2 separate regions of the Capra hircus genome follow, and region 1 is linked to region 2. A link is a contact called in public Hi-C data. All regions are on one chromosome and are shown on one strand. The core of a region is the stretch at or near the end of the contact, and the rest is flanking DNA. Distances in the headings are between cores, read along the strand shown.

What was found. Hi-C and Micro-C count contacts between places; a contact is called where the count stands out from the background.
Region 1: a Hi-C map of blood shows a contact between it and region 2, with 4 times the contacts expected there. The contact joins the promoter of PXYLP1 here to the enhancer-like site in region 2. A contact is called at or near these places in 2 of 5 Hi-C or Micro-C datasets (both in blood).

What each region holds. Positions count from the first base shown.
Region 1 is chr1:127,293,724-127,297,502 of ARS1.2, forward strand. It overlaps PXYLP1 (2-phosphoxylose phosphatase 1), which reads right to left and starts at 1,453. Exons shown (of 7, transcript XM_018049770.1): 1 at 1,397-1,453; 2 at 770-919.
Region 2 is chr1:127,197,845-127,201,384 of ARS1.2, forward strand. No RefSeq gene overlaps it. Among named protein-coding and RNA genes, the nearest start is that of ZBTB38, 9.5 kb to the left of the region's middle. Within about 2 kb of position 2,232, at least 5 of the 5 cell types and tissues checked have an H3K27ac peak or open chromatin away from gene starts, as enhancers often do.

The DNA of each region.
Region 1 (3,779 bases), core at 203-2,702, 95 kb after region 2:
TCTCTCCAGGAAACTCGAGGTTTTTCAAACCACCTGTTTTTTTAAACCCTCTTCCCAGAGATGTCCGAACAGCGACCCAACACCTCCGAGGAGGAATTGTTGCCGAGCCGGGTCCGCAGTCACCCCACGTTTGTGAGGCCGAGCACTGCGTGTTCCACACTCGGGTTCATCCGCAGGCCTTCAGCAAATAGCAACAAATGTCCCCAACTTGTGGAGCCTTCTTGAGGCTCCCTTAGTCGCCCACCCCACGCTTCCCCATTCGCACGCGATCTGATCCCACAACTCTCGTGATTTTACTTTTCGAATGCTTACAAAGCACCCTGTCTTCCCACGAAGGCACTAGCCACCCGGGCAGGGATGTCCTCCCCACCCCCCACCGAAACGCCCCGCCGAAGCGGGTAAAATATGGCTCCAACGCCTCCTGCACCGCTAAACCTTCAACCACCCACCCACCCACCCACAGGTAGGATTCGAAAGACCGCTGCAGCCGCCAAGAACGCGGCCAGCTAGAAGCACATCCAGTTTCGCGTGTATGACAAAGCCGGCTGCTTTAAAAGGCTGCGACCTAGACAAGTTCCCGAGCAAGAGCAACTGCGGGGGCTGGAAACCCCGCAGTCCTGATTTGAGCATCCCGGAACGTTCACCCGCGCGCGGAGCTACCCGTCCGCGGGGCCCCGGGACTCCCGGGGGCGCCTCGCGCAGGTAGCGGCCGGAGTAGCCGGCCCCACCGCCGAGGAAGGCCGCCGAGAACTTGCTGCCGTCTGCTTACCTGGCGACCCGCGGGCTCGCGGCGGCCGGGGAAGGGGGATCTTGCAGGGAAGCTCCAGTTCCGGCTGCAATCAGGCAGCAGGAGTGCGGGGGCCGGGCAGGCGCGGGCCGGAGGGGCGGGACCGCGCACCGAGGCAGACGAGGTGCGGAGCTGGAGGTGGAGAAGCCGGAGGCGGCGGGGTCTAAGGGACGCACCCGCCGGGGGCTGCGGGGCAAGGACTTGGGAAAAGGGCGGAGGGATCCTAGGCCGGGTTAGGGGGCGCTGGGGCTAGGAGAGAGGGCGGCGGATCAGAAGGCGGGGACTGGGATCCGGGCGCGGGAGCTGAGGGGGCGGCTTAGGGAGAAGGAGCGAGTCCGGGGCCGGGGTTTGGGGAAGAGGCGGGGATGGAGGAGGGAGCTTAGTAGCCGGGTTCAGACCGGGTACTCGTAAGCGCGCCCCTGACCTCCCCTGCCCTGCACCCCTCTCCCACCGGAGTCACTGCCCGGTCGTCCCGGCCTTGGCGCGTTCGGAAGACCCGCTTGGTGTCCGAGCCCGAACCCCAGGACACCCGCCCACCTCGAGCCTCAGTGGGAGGCTCCGCTCAGCCTCAAAGGCAACCGCCTCGACCGCGGCCCGCGCGGCGCTCACCGCCCATGGTCCCGGCCGGGCCCGGCTCCGCCGCAGGGCGCCCGGTTCCGCGCTCGCCGCCCGCTCGGCCGGGCGCAGCGGGAGGCGAGGGCGGCGCGCACCGACTTCGGGCAGCGCGGCATCTCGCAGCGCCCCCTACTGACCTCGCGGCGCTCGGGGCTCGGCCCGCCCCGCGCTGGGCGCCCTCGAGCTCCGCCCCGGAGGCGGCGTTGCGGTGCGGCCCGGCACGCTAGAAGGGAGCGGTGGAGAGGACACTGACCGGAGGAGGCCAATACAGGCCCCAGGGACGGGACAACCATCGGAGATCTCGGCGGGCGAAAGTCGCGGTCACGGCATGCTGAGTGCGCGGCACCGCGGCCACCTGAGCGCAGGGCCTCTGCGCGCCTAACTACGCCGGACTCGGGATCAGGAGTGGACGCACGCCTAGGTCGAGTGTGCAGACACGACCCGGGCCCGGAGCCCTAGTGTGGGGTGCCCGTGGGCCGTGGGCCTGACCCGGCGCTACCCGGGGTCCGGTGCTGAGCTGGTCGTCCGTTTTGGGGACTCACCGTTACTGGCTGACTGCAGCCTCATAGACCCAAACTGTCACAATCCTGGCCACCTTGTCCTCCCCACCACCACCACCCCCGCCCCCAGCATACTCCACGTTCCCTTCCGGCCCCAACCACATCCGGCCCTGTGTGTCAACTCTAGACCTCCAGGCTGCTCCCTCCGGGTGGCCTCTAGGTGCCCTGCGGAGGTCGCCATCCTGGCAGCCTCCATCCCCACCCCTTCTCTGAGCTACCGGAAAGCCATTGGGCACTTGACTGATTTCTGAAACTCTGTTAGACACACTTGAGGCTTGCAGTTGAACTTGATTTGATACTTTATGGGGGCGGGTGGGGGGAAGGGTCATTTCTCTCAAATGTTGGGCTCTAGCTAGTGGGGAATACTACTTGATTTCTCTGCGCAAGATAAACTGACCAGCTGTTACTGTCAGAGAGGCCTTTGGTATCGGTTCCAGGACTACAGTGACCCCTACGTACCTTAGAGCAATTGGTCTTGAGCAAAATGGGCTCCTAAGTATATACTGTTGACCTTCTGAGCATACTTTCTGGAGCCGTTTCTCACATGGCCTCTTCTCTCGTTCCTGTACTGGTGGCTCCCAAATCCACACTCAGCACGGAGATGTTACCCACATTTCTACCGACTCTCTGGCTTTCTGCTCAGAACTTTCCATCTCAGTTCAGCACTCCCAGCACCAAATTCTATCTCTTGCCAGCTCCCAAGTTTATCTTCTCAATGGTCTCACAATGTTCACAGTCTCCTGCTTTGCCTTTCTCAGCTGAAAGCTCAAGATCCAGGGAGCCTTAGCTTCTAAACCCTGATAACCTGCCTTTCTCTTCCCATTCCTGGGATGCCAGGTTGTGCTCAGCTCCTTCCTGCCCGGACCTCTGACATATGAACTGCACCTCCCGGGACAAATTGTTTCACTGTCCCCTTTAGCATCACCCAGATTCTCCCACCTGGCTCTCAGACCACCCTACCTACCCAACACCTCTCCTCCTTTCCTTCACAATCCCACTGGCTATCCTCTCACTAAGTCCAGGCTCTACACCTTCCTTGGTGCTGGCTGCCTCTTCCCTGCATGAGCTAGGGCACTTTCTGCTCTAAATCAGGGGTCCCCAAACCTGAGTAGGAGCTGGGCAGCACAGCAGAAGGTGAGAAGCACTGCAAATGAGCAAAGCTTCGTCTGTTTACCAGTCACTCCGCATTGCTCACGTTACCACCTGAACTCTGCCTCCTGTCAGATCACCTGCAGCATTAAATTCTCATAGGAAAATTATCACAATGTAATAATAATAGAAATAAAGCACACAATAAATGTAATGCACTTTAATCATCCTAACCCTGCCCCCTCCCCACTCTGTGGAAAACTTGTCTTTCACAAAACTGGTCCCTGGTGCCAAAAGGTTGCTAGGGGGACTTCCCTGGAGGTCCAACGGCTAAAACTCTGACCTCCCAATGCAGTGTTCCCGGGTTTTATTCCCTGGTCAGGGAACTAGATCCCACATGCCACAACCAAAGATCAAGATCCTGGATCCAGCAACTAAGACCTGGGACAGCCGAATAAATTAATTTTTAAAAAGGCTGCTAAGGACCGCTGCTGTAAATGACAGACAACCCAATTTGCACATACTTAAACAAGAAGGAATTGATTGACTTACGTAAATTAAAAGCTCAGGGCACATCTGCTTCATGCCTGGATTTAGGTCCAGAAACTAAAGCCTTCAGGGATGCTCTATCTCCCAGCTTTGCTTCCTTCCATGTGAGCTGTACTCTGAGGCTCTCTGCAAGACCCCAGCAGATCTAGGCTCACAACCTCACAGCCACAAGACCAGCA
Region 2 (3,540 bases), core at 982-3,481:
GTCGTCATTCAAATATAAGAGATGCTTTTTAAAAGAGAAACCTAGTGCAGCTAGCAAATCAAACAAGCACAGAATTGCTTTTTGTTGAGCAAGTGACATTTATTACCACCTCCAGGGGAGGAGTCCCACTGCATGGAGGCCAGTAGTTGGTAGAACAACATCTTCCACCAGAGTATCAGCCCCAGGGTGTCAACCCGCTCCATTGTGGCAGGTATTGGTGTTGGCGAAAAGACACAATTCACACGGGCAATGTGTGAACAATGCTTTACTCTTTACCAGTGATGAGAAAGAGCAAGATCAGCTTCACTGATGACAGTCCCCATGGCCAGCGGCTCTGTATGTACTCTTCTTGTGCTACAAGCAAAGGGCCCAATTCTCTCCCTGCTGCAAACAGATACAGCAGTGGGGTTGGTTGGGTGTCACATGATGCACACGGTTAAGCAGAACAAAGAAGTACACATCCAGTCCAGAACAGGAAAAGATATTCCCAAACAATGGGATATGCCCAGCCCAGACTGTGGGAGCTCTTTATATCTTTGTAAGGAAATGTTCTGGGCCCACAGCACACTCTTATACAACAGTACAGGGGTTGAGACTGAGCACGTAACTACCTCTACTAACACTTTTTTCAAGATGAACAGAGTTATTTTGAGATGCAGACGACTTGCTTTATTATAGCTCCCATTCTGTCATACAGAATAACAAAAGGACCCGTACTCCAGGTTCAGAATTGAGTAAAAGGAACACTTTTTTACAACTTCATTAAGAACATTCTGGTAATAGAAGAAACAGGCCCCAAATGGAGTCGCTTGTGCTAAGCCCCAAGTCAACAAACCAAGACTTAATACCTAACCTAACAGCGGTTTCAGCCTCTCCCTGGAATGTGACCTTTAGCCAGTCAGTGTAAAATTTCATGAGCAGCAATGATGAGGTAATCCTGATAAACCCCTGTATTTCACCAAAGGAAGATGATCTTGCTTGAAACTCTGAAAAATGTGTTCCTCTGCCTGTTTAGGCATACATACAGTTCTGTCTTTTGAGACCGCTCACCCCCTTTCACCTATACCCTAACCCTCCCATTTTGCTTCAGTAGCTGTCAGTCACTTAAATGTCCTACAGTTCCCTTTTAGTTCACTCCTTTCCTTCAGTTTTCTTCTTTTCCTCCAAATGGTCCAGACCCTCTTTCTCATTCCAGTCCTACCAATTGCTCCTATTTCAAGCCAGGATGCTCTAAGTAGCTTCCGAGGAGCAAGATGAAAATAGGCAGCAGGGCCCAGATGAGGTGTTGCTGGAGTTTGAGGGAATGAAGCTGGGACTGGAGGGTCTGAGGAAGGGGGCTGACTTTGTACAGAATCCAAGCATTTAAGGATATGTGCTGGACCAGTCCTATATACCCACAGGGCTGGGGCCACTGGAAACATCTTGGGAACTGCAGCAGCAGGTCAGGATCCACAAATTTCTCCCCTCCACGCTACTGTCCACACCTGTCCCCACAGTCCACATCTTCAGTTCCTGCAGCTACTGCTAGAAGAAGCAAAGTTGTGAGACCAACATGGGGAGCCCTGTGGGTTATGCCCTTTATGGCCAGGTCTTCACTTCTTCCCAGTGCAAGACAGGCAATGCAGCATTGGGAATAAGCTTTACCCAAGACCAAGACCATTGGAAGGACTGATGCTGAAGCTGAAACTCCAATATTTTGGCCACCTGATGCGAAGAACTGACTCCTTGGAAAAGACCCTAATGCTGGGAAAGATTGAAGGCAGGAGAAGGGGACGACAAAGGATGAGATGGTTGGATGGCATCACTGACTCGATGGACATGAGTTTGAGTAAGCTCCGGGAGTTAGTGATGGACAGGGAAGCCTGGCGTGCTGCAGTCCACGGGGTCGCAAAGAGTCGGACACGACTGAGCGACAGAACTGAACTGAACTGAAGACCATCGAGCCATCGGCCTCTATTCCCAGGGACGTCCAGAGGTGGGGACAGAGAACGCAGCGGTGGGAGTGCACGGCGGCTTTGGGTCTGGTCGTGCGCGCCAGAGGGAAAGCGGAATAATGCACTGAAAGGCTGCTGCCAGGTCCTTTCCCTCTGACGTCCCGGTTTCTGACTCACTGACGACCCCTGGAGGTAGACAATCCGTAAAACCTCTTCTATTCTCTGAGGCACAGACTCCACCGCCAGGCTCACCCTAACTTCCGCTTTCAGGCAAAGAGCGCAGTTCCGGGGTGGGGCCCCGCGAGGCCTTGTGGGAAATGGAGTCTTGTCAGGAGGATTCTGGGAGTCGTAGTTCCTACTGGTCCTTATGCGCACGCGCATTTTCTTCTTCGCCTCCCTGGGCTTCAGCTGCTCCACCCGGCGGGAAAGAGACACGTGAGCTTATGTGTGGCTGGCCTGTAACTTGCGCCGGTTCTGGCTTTGTCCTCTGGGGAGTCCGCTGGGGCGGGGTCACCAAGTGGAACGTGACGGACGGACTTGGATCTTCTGTCAATTACAATTGCCAGTTGTAATCGGGCAATTACAGCGGCAAGTGATAATCGCCGAGATGCAGGGTGTAGGAGCAGTGCGTAAAGGCTGAGAGGAGGAGGCATCGGAGCCAAAGCTTGGGAGTGTGGAATAGAACCAGGCCCAGGGGCGACGCATTTAAAGAACGGAGCCTCGAGAGCGCAGAGTGCCCAGCGAGCAGGGCCGCGGTCGTGAAAGGACCCCGAGTCCCACGGAGGAGATGGGCGTTATCCCCTGACAGTATAAATCTATTGTGGGTTTCGGCGGGGCACCTACCTAGGCGTCCTAACTTAAGAAGAATAAGGGCACTGTGGCTGCTGTCCGGAGGGGTCTCGAGGGAAGGGCACTGAAGCCCGAGTAGTAGTCCAGGGGAAGGCGATGGGATCGGATGGTGGCAGTGGGCTGAGGGGAGGAGGGGAATGGGGAGAGAGAGGAGTTGAGGATTCCCGCACTTCTCGTGTGGGCCTCCGGCCGGTCTGTAGATTATCTCACTTAGTGAAATTCTTACCCAGAATCTGTTTCAACACCCCACCCACCCTCGCCAAAGGCTTGAGGGGTCCAGGAGTGAGCACACAAGTGCAAATGCATTCACAAAACTATTCAGACATACACTGACACAAAGAACATCCATGCACATAACCACAGGCTGTGTTATACTCACCTTTGTGAGCACACGAGTGTGTAAACAAACACATAGCTGCTCATAACCACATGTTCCCAATACTCCCTACCCCAGACAGAGACCCTAGTAAATGTATCCTTCCTCTCAGCTCAAAGAGCCCTCTGCCCAGAGCTGAGGGTGCCCTGCATGTTGGGCTCCATGTAACCTGCAAACCGAAAGGACACACGTTGATATCCTTGGGCTTCCCTCTGGAAACTTCATACACAGCGTTTATCCTTCCACCCTTCCACACCCATGCCCACTGTGACTCCCTAACCCTTCCTACCTTAATCTTCCTGCCACCCTGGACTGATGTGACAGAGAAATGGGGCTTGAATTTAGCTAAGGGTTTTTCCTGTCTGAATGTGTTTGCCGAGG